Linked DNA regions of Mus musculus: region 1 is linked to region 2. A link is a contact called in public promoter capture Hi-C data. All regions are on one chromosome and are shown on one strand. Each heading gives the region's core, a stretch centred on a gene start, on an enhancer-like site or on the middle of the called end of the contact. The rest is flanking DNA. Distances are from core to core; before and after follow the strand shown.

What was found. Promoter capture Hi-C pulls out the DNA fragments that hold promoters and counts their contacts.
Region 1: a contact with region 2 is called in a promoter capture Hi-C map of hippocampal neurons, with 1.6 times the contacts expected there. The contact joins the enhancer-like site here to the promoter of Kcnj4 in region 2. A contact is called at or near these places in 2 of 39 promoter capture datasets (hippocampal neurons and pre-B cells), 6 of 484 Hi-C or Micro-C datasets (CD8 T cells, the G1E-ER4 cell line, memory CD8 T cells and 2 more), 2 of 115 datasets of contacts at active chromatin or transcription factors (embryonic stem cells and neural progenitor cells) and 2 of 9 other capture datasets (adipose tissue and pancreatic islet).

The regions. Positions count from the first base shown.
Region 1 is chr15:79,560,190-79,564,402 of GRCm38.p6, forward strand. It overlaps Dmc1 (DNA meiotic recombinase 1), which reads right to left. Exons shown (of 14, transcript NM_010059.3): 14 at 1,308-2,393. The coding sequence ends at 2,324. Among named protein-coding and RNA genes, the nearest start is that of Ddx17, 16 kb to the left of the region's middle. Within about 2 kb of position 2,467, at least 9 of the 459 cell types and tissues checked have an H3K27ac peak or open chromatin away from gene starts, as enhancers often do. A contact at or near this core is called in hippocampal neurons, where this site is marked.
Region 2 is chr15:79,502,501-79,506,836 of GRCm38.p6, forward strand. Kcnj4 (potassium inwardly-rectifying channel, subfamily J, member 4) reads right to left here and starts at 2,741. Exons shown (of 2, transcript NM_008427.5): 1 at 2,696-2,741.

The DNA of each region.
Region 1 (4,213 bases), core at 1,217-3,716, 57 kb after region 2:
GGACTAGACCTAGGTTAGCAGATGGAGGCAGTAATCTCAGAGACAATTACACCAGGTGAATAGAAGATATTTTTACATGACAAATTGTTTTCTCTGTTTCTACAACTGCTCCATACCCTCTAAAATAGGGGGCCAGACCTCTTTCTAAACTCTGGAAGGAAAATGACAGAACCCACTTTGCTTTGTCACAGCGACAAAGTAAATCCTGGTTTAGAACAGCTCAAAATATACCCATCGCTGGCCCAAACACCTACAAGGTTTGCTGAGTTCCCATAAAGTTGACCCCAAACTTTAGTTTTTCTTCTATCTCCACAGGTCCAGTTTCTGTTTTCCCAAGCAGGACACATCATAGCCCAATAAAAGGATTCTGGTCTGAGCAGCATGCCATAATGAAACAAAGTCTCCTCCCAGAATGTCAGGCCTTTATGTTGAGCACTGGTTTCTGACCCCACTGCCCACTGCTGAGCTAGAAAAAATTTAAAATGCCAAAATATGTGGGGAGAAGTGGTATATCCCTTTCATGTCAGCATTTGGGAGACAGAGGCAGGAGGATCACTATGAGTTTGAGAACAGCGTGGTCTACAAAGGGAGTTTCAGGACAGCCAGGGATGTTACACAGAGAAACTCTGTCTTGAAAAACAAACAGAAGCCAAAATAAAAGGGCCAGAAAGTTCTTTTTAAAGATTATTTATTATGTATACAGTGTTCTGCCTGCATATATGCCTGCACACCAGAAGAGGGCACCAAATCTCATTATAGATGGTTGTGAGCCACCATGTGGTTGCTGGGGATTGAACTCAGGACCTCTGGAAGAGCAGTAAGCACTCTTAATCTCTGAGCTACTTCTCCAGCTCAAGAAAGTTTTTTGCTTTTTGTTTTTAAGTGCCTTTAGTAACAAATTCCTTTCCTAGAACAAAACAATGCTTCAGTACTTGCTGGTAAAATGATTTAAGTGAATTTGCAGAATGTAGAACACCTGTTCCTAGATGTTTCTGTTCCTGCTTTATTCAGAGGAGCCACTTCTGTGGTTTTACAGGAGAAAAAGGCGGAAGGGCTCTGCCTCCCAGGACCCAGCTTTCTGCTGCCCCAGGGAGCCCTCAGGCCTCTGTGGTCTATGCCCTTCCTCCCCTGCATTAGGACTTCATGCATTAGGGTCAATCCAAATCCTCACCATTCGCTCTCTCATTTTCCTGAGCACTGGTCCCTTCTCCAGTGTGCTGCTCCTTGGGGCAGGACCCACTCCTTGTCTATTAGCATGGACCATCTAAGAGCTAACCAGTAAATGACTGAATGCAGAATCAAAAACCTTTAGTAGTAAATACTTTACTTTTTGGATTTTCATTTTAGTTAACACAATATAAAAGATCACCTGTAGCAATTATATATTAGTATTTTAATTTTTAAATAGTCTTATATTTTGAAAACTAGATTTTATTTTTGACAATCACACACACTCAAAAACAATGTTCTTTCACAAATTCTTTGATGTCTCAGCTATAGATTTTACATTTATATTAGCTCTAAAATTAAAAAAACAACAACTTTGAATTCTCCACTCAAAACATAAAAACATACCATTTTTGGATAGTGTCATATCGCCCAGGCCAGTTTTGATAATTGGGCATGGTAGCTAAAGCTACCTAGGCCTCCCAAATATTGAGATTACAAGTGTGCACCACCATGCCCAATTATCATAACACATTTTTTAAAAGTCATTTCAACTTGACATATCAGATGATTGAAAAGTTGGCTTAATGTTTCTCTCCTCTTATTGTAAAGATGCATGTGAAGGCCACCAGGGTGATTACAAACAGCTCATGTATACTCCAAGCTTTCACCTCACATGAGCTCTCTTGGGGAACAGCACCCAGTTCTCAGTCCCAGCACCATAGTCATTGGTGCTATGCCCCAAGAAATGCTGGATGAGAAGTCTGGGGTTGGGGGGTTGTGGGGAAGATGATACATATCTGAGCTCCTTTGAATTTCTGTGTGCTCAATGGCTTACTTTAGTAGGCAGAAGGAAGGGCACTGGGTACCCCTTCCCCAATACCTGACAGGCACATTTATGCATATGTGTCTATCAAGTAATTCAAGAATATGTATGCATATTTCTGAATCAACATGCAGTATATATATATAGTTGGTTGCATATCAGGAAGGAACTTTTAAGATAAATATAAGCTTCACATCGCTTTTGCTGACTTTCTTTTAATAACACTTGGGGAAAAAAACAAACTCTTATTTCAAGATGTAAATTCAAGGCTGCTTCCCACTTCTCCAGCCCCTAATAAGCAGCAAGAAGCAGTCTGTACCAATTCCCCACCTACTCCTTGGCATCCCCGATCCCTCCAGCGGTTATTGCGAAGGTGGCTTCATTTTCAGGCATCTCGGGGCTACAGAATACAAGGGAACAGAAGTTTATAAAAAGCTCTGTTTCTAAAAATACTGTGCACATGTCACATTCATCACGTTCCCATCAGTCTGAGTCTCCAGAGACGCTGCAGTGCGGGTGCAGCTAAATGTGCCTACCGAGCTTACCTAGCAGAGTTATCAACCCTCGCAAACATTGTTAAACAACTTCTATATATAAGGGTTTGAATGTCAAGAAAAATTACTCCCAAACTTGGAAACAGGCAAATGGGGATAAACTGGGTGTTTTATCAGGATAGTTTGAGGCTGTGTACAGGTCCTGTGGGGCCTGTCTGACTCCTTTGGGGTGCAGCTTTAGTCAGGCTTTGCCAACAAAGGGAAAGCTGAAAAGGGCTTTGAAATAAAGCAGGCAAGTTCTGAGCGCCCGCAGGGAAAAGCTGGTTGTCCAGCTTGTCCTTCAGCTTCCTGGTTCTTGTTGGGTAAGGGCTCTATGCATTCTGTGTTGTCATTAACTGCAAGTAGTGCAGCTCTCGTCAGAGAACCAGAACTTGTGAAGTTGGAGCACCTACCATTAGTACTGAACTGTGGAGACTGGCTAATTTTTGATCAATTAATTCATTTCTTCATTCCCTATTTGACTAAACATGTTTGTCTAAACATACTTTGAGTTTTCTTTTGATTTAGTTTAAAAACCTTATTAATTTTCATTAATTGATGAGGAGTCATCCGAGTGATCCACACTGAATCAGTGGGGTAAGGGAAAAGGCAAGTCTTGTGGAGAAAGGAAGATGGAGCTGAGGAAGGAGGACGAGCTATGTGGACACTGGGTAGTCAGCTGAGAAGCTGGTAACATTTTGCTCTCTCTGTGTGTAGTGCTGGACACTGACCTCAGAGTCTTGGACATGACAGACAAGTGATCTCTCACCTCGCTACACTCCCAGCCCTTTTGTTATTTAAGGTTTTTTTTTTTTTTTTTTTTTTTTTTTTGAGACAGGGTCACTCTATGTATTTCTGGCTGTCCTGGCACTCTCCATGTAGTTCAGGCTGGCCTCCGACCTCTGCCTACTGAGTGTTAGGATTACTTACTTTTTATTTATTTATTTACTATGTAGCTCAGGCTGGCACTAAACTACTCACCCTCTTGCCTCCCCAACTGAGCAGGTAACAGGTGTGTGTGTGTGTGTGGTGTGTAAGGCATGCTTGCTAGTTACATGTATAGTACATGGAAGCTAAAGTTGATATCAGAGATTGATAACTTCTATCAGTCTCTACTTCATCTGTTAAATCAGAGTCTTTCTTAAATCTGGAGTTCTCTACTTCAGCCGCACTTGGTCAACAAGCCCCAGAATCCTTTTGTTTCCCCAGTGCTGGAATTATTGATAAATACCATTAGCTCTTATGCAAGTACTACTGAGCCTCCTACAAACTCAGGTCAGATAAGGGGCTATGTGGGGAGCGTTATTCTAGGCAAAGGAAACACGTGGGAGAGACTCTTAACGCAGGAGCCTGCCCTGCAGTGCCTTTGCTGGAGGATCACAAGTTTAAGACCTGCTTGGGCTCCATAACATCTGGCTTCAAAAATGGGGAATGGGCTGGGTAGGAAAGATCAGTTGCTAGGCTGTGTGCCTTGTGTCACTTGAAGCCCTGGCTTTAATCCTCAGCATTGAATAAAATCAGGTGTGGTGATGCACGTCTGCAATTTGACCACTCAGGAGGCGGAGGGAAGAAGATCAGAAGCTAAAAGTTATCCTTGGCTACATGGAGAGTCTGAGGGCCTGAGCTACATGAAACCCTGTCTCAAAAACAATGTATGTGGTGGAAGCACAGGGGCCAAGGGCCACAT
Region 2 (4,336 bases), core at 1,491-3,990:
AGGATCCATCCCGGGGCCCTGGAGAGCCAACGTGGCTCCTCTCAGGGGAGTCACCAATACTACAAAGCGGCCAACATTCACTATACACATGTAGACTCTACTACGCAAGGGGAATCTGCCCAAGGTCACATGGCCAGGCAATGACACACCAAGTCCTGAGAACTCTTTGGTCCCAATTAGCCAGGGAGACAGCAACAGGGCTTGACTGGTTCCTGCCCAAGTCATGGAACCTCCCCAAAGTTGGAGTCCTGGTCCCACCTCTAAGTTCGTCATGGCCTTTCCCAAACTCCCCCTACATCTAAGATTAGGGTAAGAAGAGCAAACAGGAGACAAGCAGGGAAGTTGAAGTCTGGCTGCTGCCCTTCCAATCCCAGCCTGGCCTGGTCGGTCTTCGGTTCTTCCCCTCCCTCCCCCAGTGCAGGGGGATCAGGCGCTGATGTAATGCACTCGGCTTCCATCCCCGTGCCAATCTCAGAAGAGAGACGACAGATTGCGTGAGCCAAATTTGGCATCCTAGGGGGAGAGGCATGAAGAGTGGGGATGTGGAGGAAAAGAAGAGCGGGGAGGGACCAGAGAAGCCCCCTGCCCCGCTGAGCCCCTGGGTGCTTCCTGTCACTTCTTACACTTCCGTTCTTACCCAGCCTATTTGGCCCGCACCCCCTGCAGGCCGACCAGCCTAACCCACCACGGACCCTCCAAGCCTGGGTGCTGCCAGTCTGCCCTCCCCCACCACGACACACTGCTCCAGCTTCGTTCCCATTGCTTGTTTCCTGGTTACCACGTTGCTGGTTGTCATGTCGCTTACATGTCCTCGTGACTCAGTGGTCCCCGCAGAGGGGGCCCCCTCCTCCTCACACCCCCCTCAGCACTCGCCCCCGCCTCCCCCAGATCCACATTAAGAACCAGCCCGCCCTGTGTAAGCCCACACAGTTCCTCCTCCCCCTCCCTCTCATCCTAAGCCCCAAAATCTTCCCACAGCATCCTAGAGTGACTTTGTCCTCCGATCCACAAATGTCTCTTTAGAACCTGCATGGTTTGGCTCTGCAAGCTTTTCCCAGGGCCCTGACACTGTATGCAAGCCAGTGACAATGACATGAAGTCCCATTCTCCACTGGTACAAACTGTGACTCAGAGAAGTCAAGCTAACTGCCCAAGGTCACCCCAGTGGGAGCCCGCGGACATTTCTGTCTGGCCAGTCACCTCTATTTTTTTTCCCCTAGGAAGATGTTTCTTTAAGCGTAACATTAGGTACAGCGCCCAAGTCCCAGGTCCCCCCACTTATGCCTAGACACCTCCATTACTGTCAGTCTGCATTTCCAGCCATATTCTTGCCACTGGTAACTACTTATTTTCCCTCAAAGTAAACTGAGTTCTTACCCCCACCCCCATCTGCCCACCCCTCTCTTCAGCCTACCAAGAGTCTTCTGCTCACAGAGCTCAAAGGCCCTGCATTGGAGGTCAGTGGGGCAGGTCTGGTGTCCCCATTCCACAGATGTGCTGGCAGAGGCTCAAGGAGCATAACTTGCCCAGTGTCTCAACTAGCTGGTCTCATTTCTGAAGCCTGGACCAAGGGATATACGAGCCTTGATGCCCAGTATGGAAAACTTCAGAAAGAGACCCTTCTTCCATAGGAGGGCAGAGCAGAATGTTCCAGGCTCAGTCCTCCCGCTCCACTTGCCCTAACTGTCCTGTTTCTCCACTTGCTCCCCTCAGAAGCCAAGTCAAGGCTACACATGGCTCTGGACTCCTAGCAGTCCTGCAAGGTGCAGGGATGGATGGGAGTGGGGGTGGAGTGAATATTGGATCCCTGGATCCAGCCCTTCTCTGTCCAGGGCTAGACACCTCGTCTGGTCCCTAGGTCCTTCAGCCTACTACTTGGAGCTCTCCCCCTCTTGAGGCCCTCCCTGTTAGGGCAGCCCAGCCACCCTGTGTGGTGCCTAGAGGGCACTGCTGCCTGCCAAGCTGGTCTACAGCTCCCTGCCCTGAAGTCTGAGTCCCCTTGCATAGTTTGTGGGGGAGGGGGGGGCAGTAGTAGGCTGACCTGGTTAGTGGGCATTCTGCAGGTGGTGGTGAAGTTCTCCTTGCTTAGAGCCCACGGCATGACTCTTTGCTGTTTCCCCTTTGCAGAAGAAAAAGCATCTTTGCCCCTCTCTCTACAGCCTTAGTTTCCACCACTCTAATCCCCGAAATGCTCCATTTACTGTTACCTCATTCCTTCAGCTACTACCGGCTCACCTACCCTGGGGTTATCTGGCACAAGGCAGGTGCTTAACACAGCAGAAGGGAGATTTCTGTCATACTCCGAACCATTCACGGAGACTGCAGGTGGGTGGTGGGAAGCTGAGACGCCCCCTTCCCACCTTGCTGCAAGTCACCTGCCTCGCAGCTCCTGGCATGGAGGTGGGCGGGGGCAGAGAAGGGCCGTCGCCAGGGCAGGAGGTCAAATCTCTGTCATCCATCTCCCTTCTATTGCCAGCCACAACCCACAGGAGACGCTCTGATGGCCAAATAAACGGAGCGCGCCAGCTTGGGGGAAGTCACAGGTCCACACTGGGACCCTTCAGGAATCGGGTCTGATGGATAAGTGCAGGACGGGTATGGCCAGAGCGGCAGGACAAACAACTCTCTGAGCTAGACAGACATTGGGACGGACAGACGGACGAAGAGTACTCGCGATGGACGAGCCCGAGCTTACCCCGGGGCGTAAGGTCCGAGGAGGGTCTGGGCGGCGAGTGTCCGCTACATCCCCCGGCGCAGTCCGGCGGGCGGAGTCCGGGGCGCCGGGCTTGGGACGCGGGCGCCGCCTGCCCGCGATGTCGCCACTGACCCAGGCGGCCTCTGTGGGTCTCGGGGTCTCCGCGCTGTCCCGCGCCGCTCCCTGCGTAACTTTCAGCGTTGCCCCGCGTCAAGAGCTGGGCGCCGCCCGGGCGGCAGCATCGTGGAGCCCGGGCTCGGGTCGAGGGGTCCAGGGGCCCAAGGCGCCCCACTGCCCGCTGTTACCCACAGCCCCACGACCCTCTCGTTGTTCAGTTCTGGGGTCTCCTGGCTCTGTGGCCACCTCGCGCCTGCCACAAGGTCCCCGCCGCTGTGCCCCGGTGCCGCCTCTCCTCCCGCGGGGCCGTGGCACCTGGTCGCCGCGCTCCGGCCCCTGCCCGGGCTCAGCCTCGCCCCGCGCCGCCTCCTCGGCCGGCTGTGTCCTTCTCTGTCTGCGTCCCTCCCACTCCCGCCGCCGCCCCCTCCGTCTGGGACCCGGTCCCCGCCGCGTCCCCGGCTCGCCCGGGAGCCTGAGCTCCCGCCGCCCGCGGCGCGCCGAGAACTCCCAACTCGCAGCACGCGCCCCGCTTCGGAGACTTTCGCCCCTCCTCACACGTGACCCGCGCCCCGCTGCGGAGGCAGCGCGCCCCGGCTGCCAGCCCCAGGCGGACCCCACCCCGGCCCTCCTGGTGCGTCTGACCCACGCGGGCAGGCCACTAGCGCCCGGGACCCAGGACTCCAGCAGGAGTCGGGGGTCGGGGACGGGGGGGGGGGGGGGGGGAAGGCTGCGCCGTCCGGTTCTCGCGCGGATCCTGCCCGGGTTTTCCTCCTCGCCCCGCCGCACTCCTACTGGAGGATCCGTTCCAAGGAGGATCCACTCCCGGATTTGCGAGGCCCCTGGGGACAGGTGGGGAGGGTTCTCCGAGCCCAGAGGAGGGTAGGTGGGAACCAGTCCTGTGGGGGTCCCGGTGGCCCTGACCCTCTCCTGGGTGGTCTGCATCCTCTCCCGAAGCTCTAGCAGCTAAGGGCCCTAAGCACCCCCACTTCAGGAGACAGAGGTCGTTCTTTTGGAAGAACCCTAATAGTGGCACAGTCTATCAGTAAGGCTTCAGTTCACAAAGGAGAAACTGAGGACCCACAGACGTCCAAAAGTTCGCAAAAGGCCACCCAGTGGAGTGGAAGTCAACAAACCCTAGTCCCTGTTTTCTTCTCATCTTACTAATCTGTCTTTCCTTTTTTATTTATGTCTATGTGTGCAGATGCCTGTGTGTGTCCGTATGTGCACCATGCATGTACAGATGCCCATGTGCGTGCATGTGTGCTACATGTGGGCAGGAGCCTGTGAAAGCCAGAAGAAGTTGTCAGGTTCCGTGCAACTAGAATTATAGGCAGCTGTGAAGTGACATGTGGGCGCTGGGAACTGAACTTGGGTACTCTGCCAGAGCAGCAAACCTCTTAAAGATGGAGGCATCTCACCAGCACTATAAGAGAAGGTCCAGACCTTCCTCCCCCAATCCCCCAGAGAGCTCAGGTCTGGGTCCCACACTCTTGGAAGCACCTCCCAGTTCCTGCCGAGCCAGCC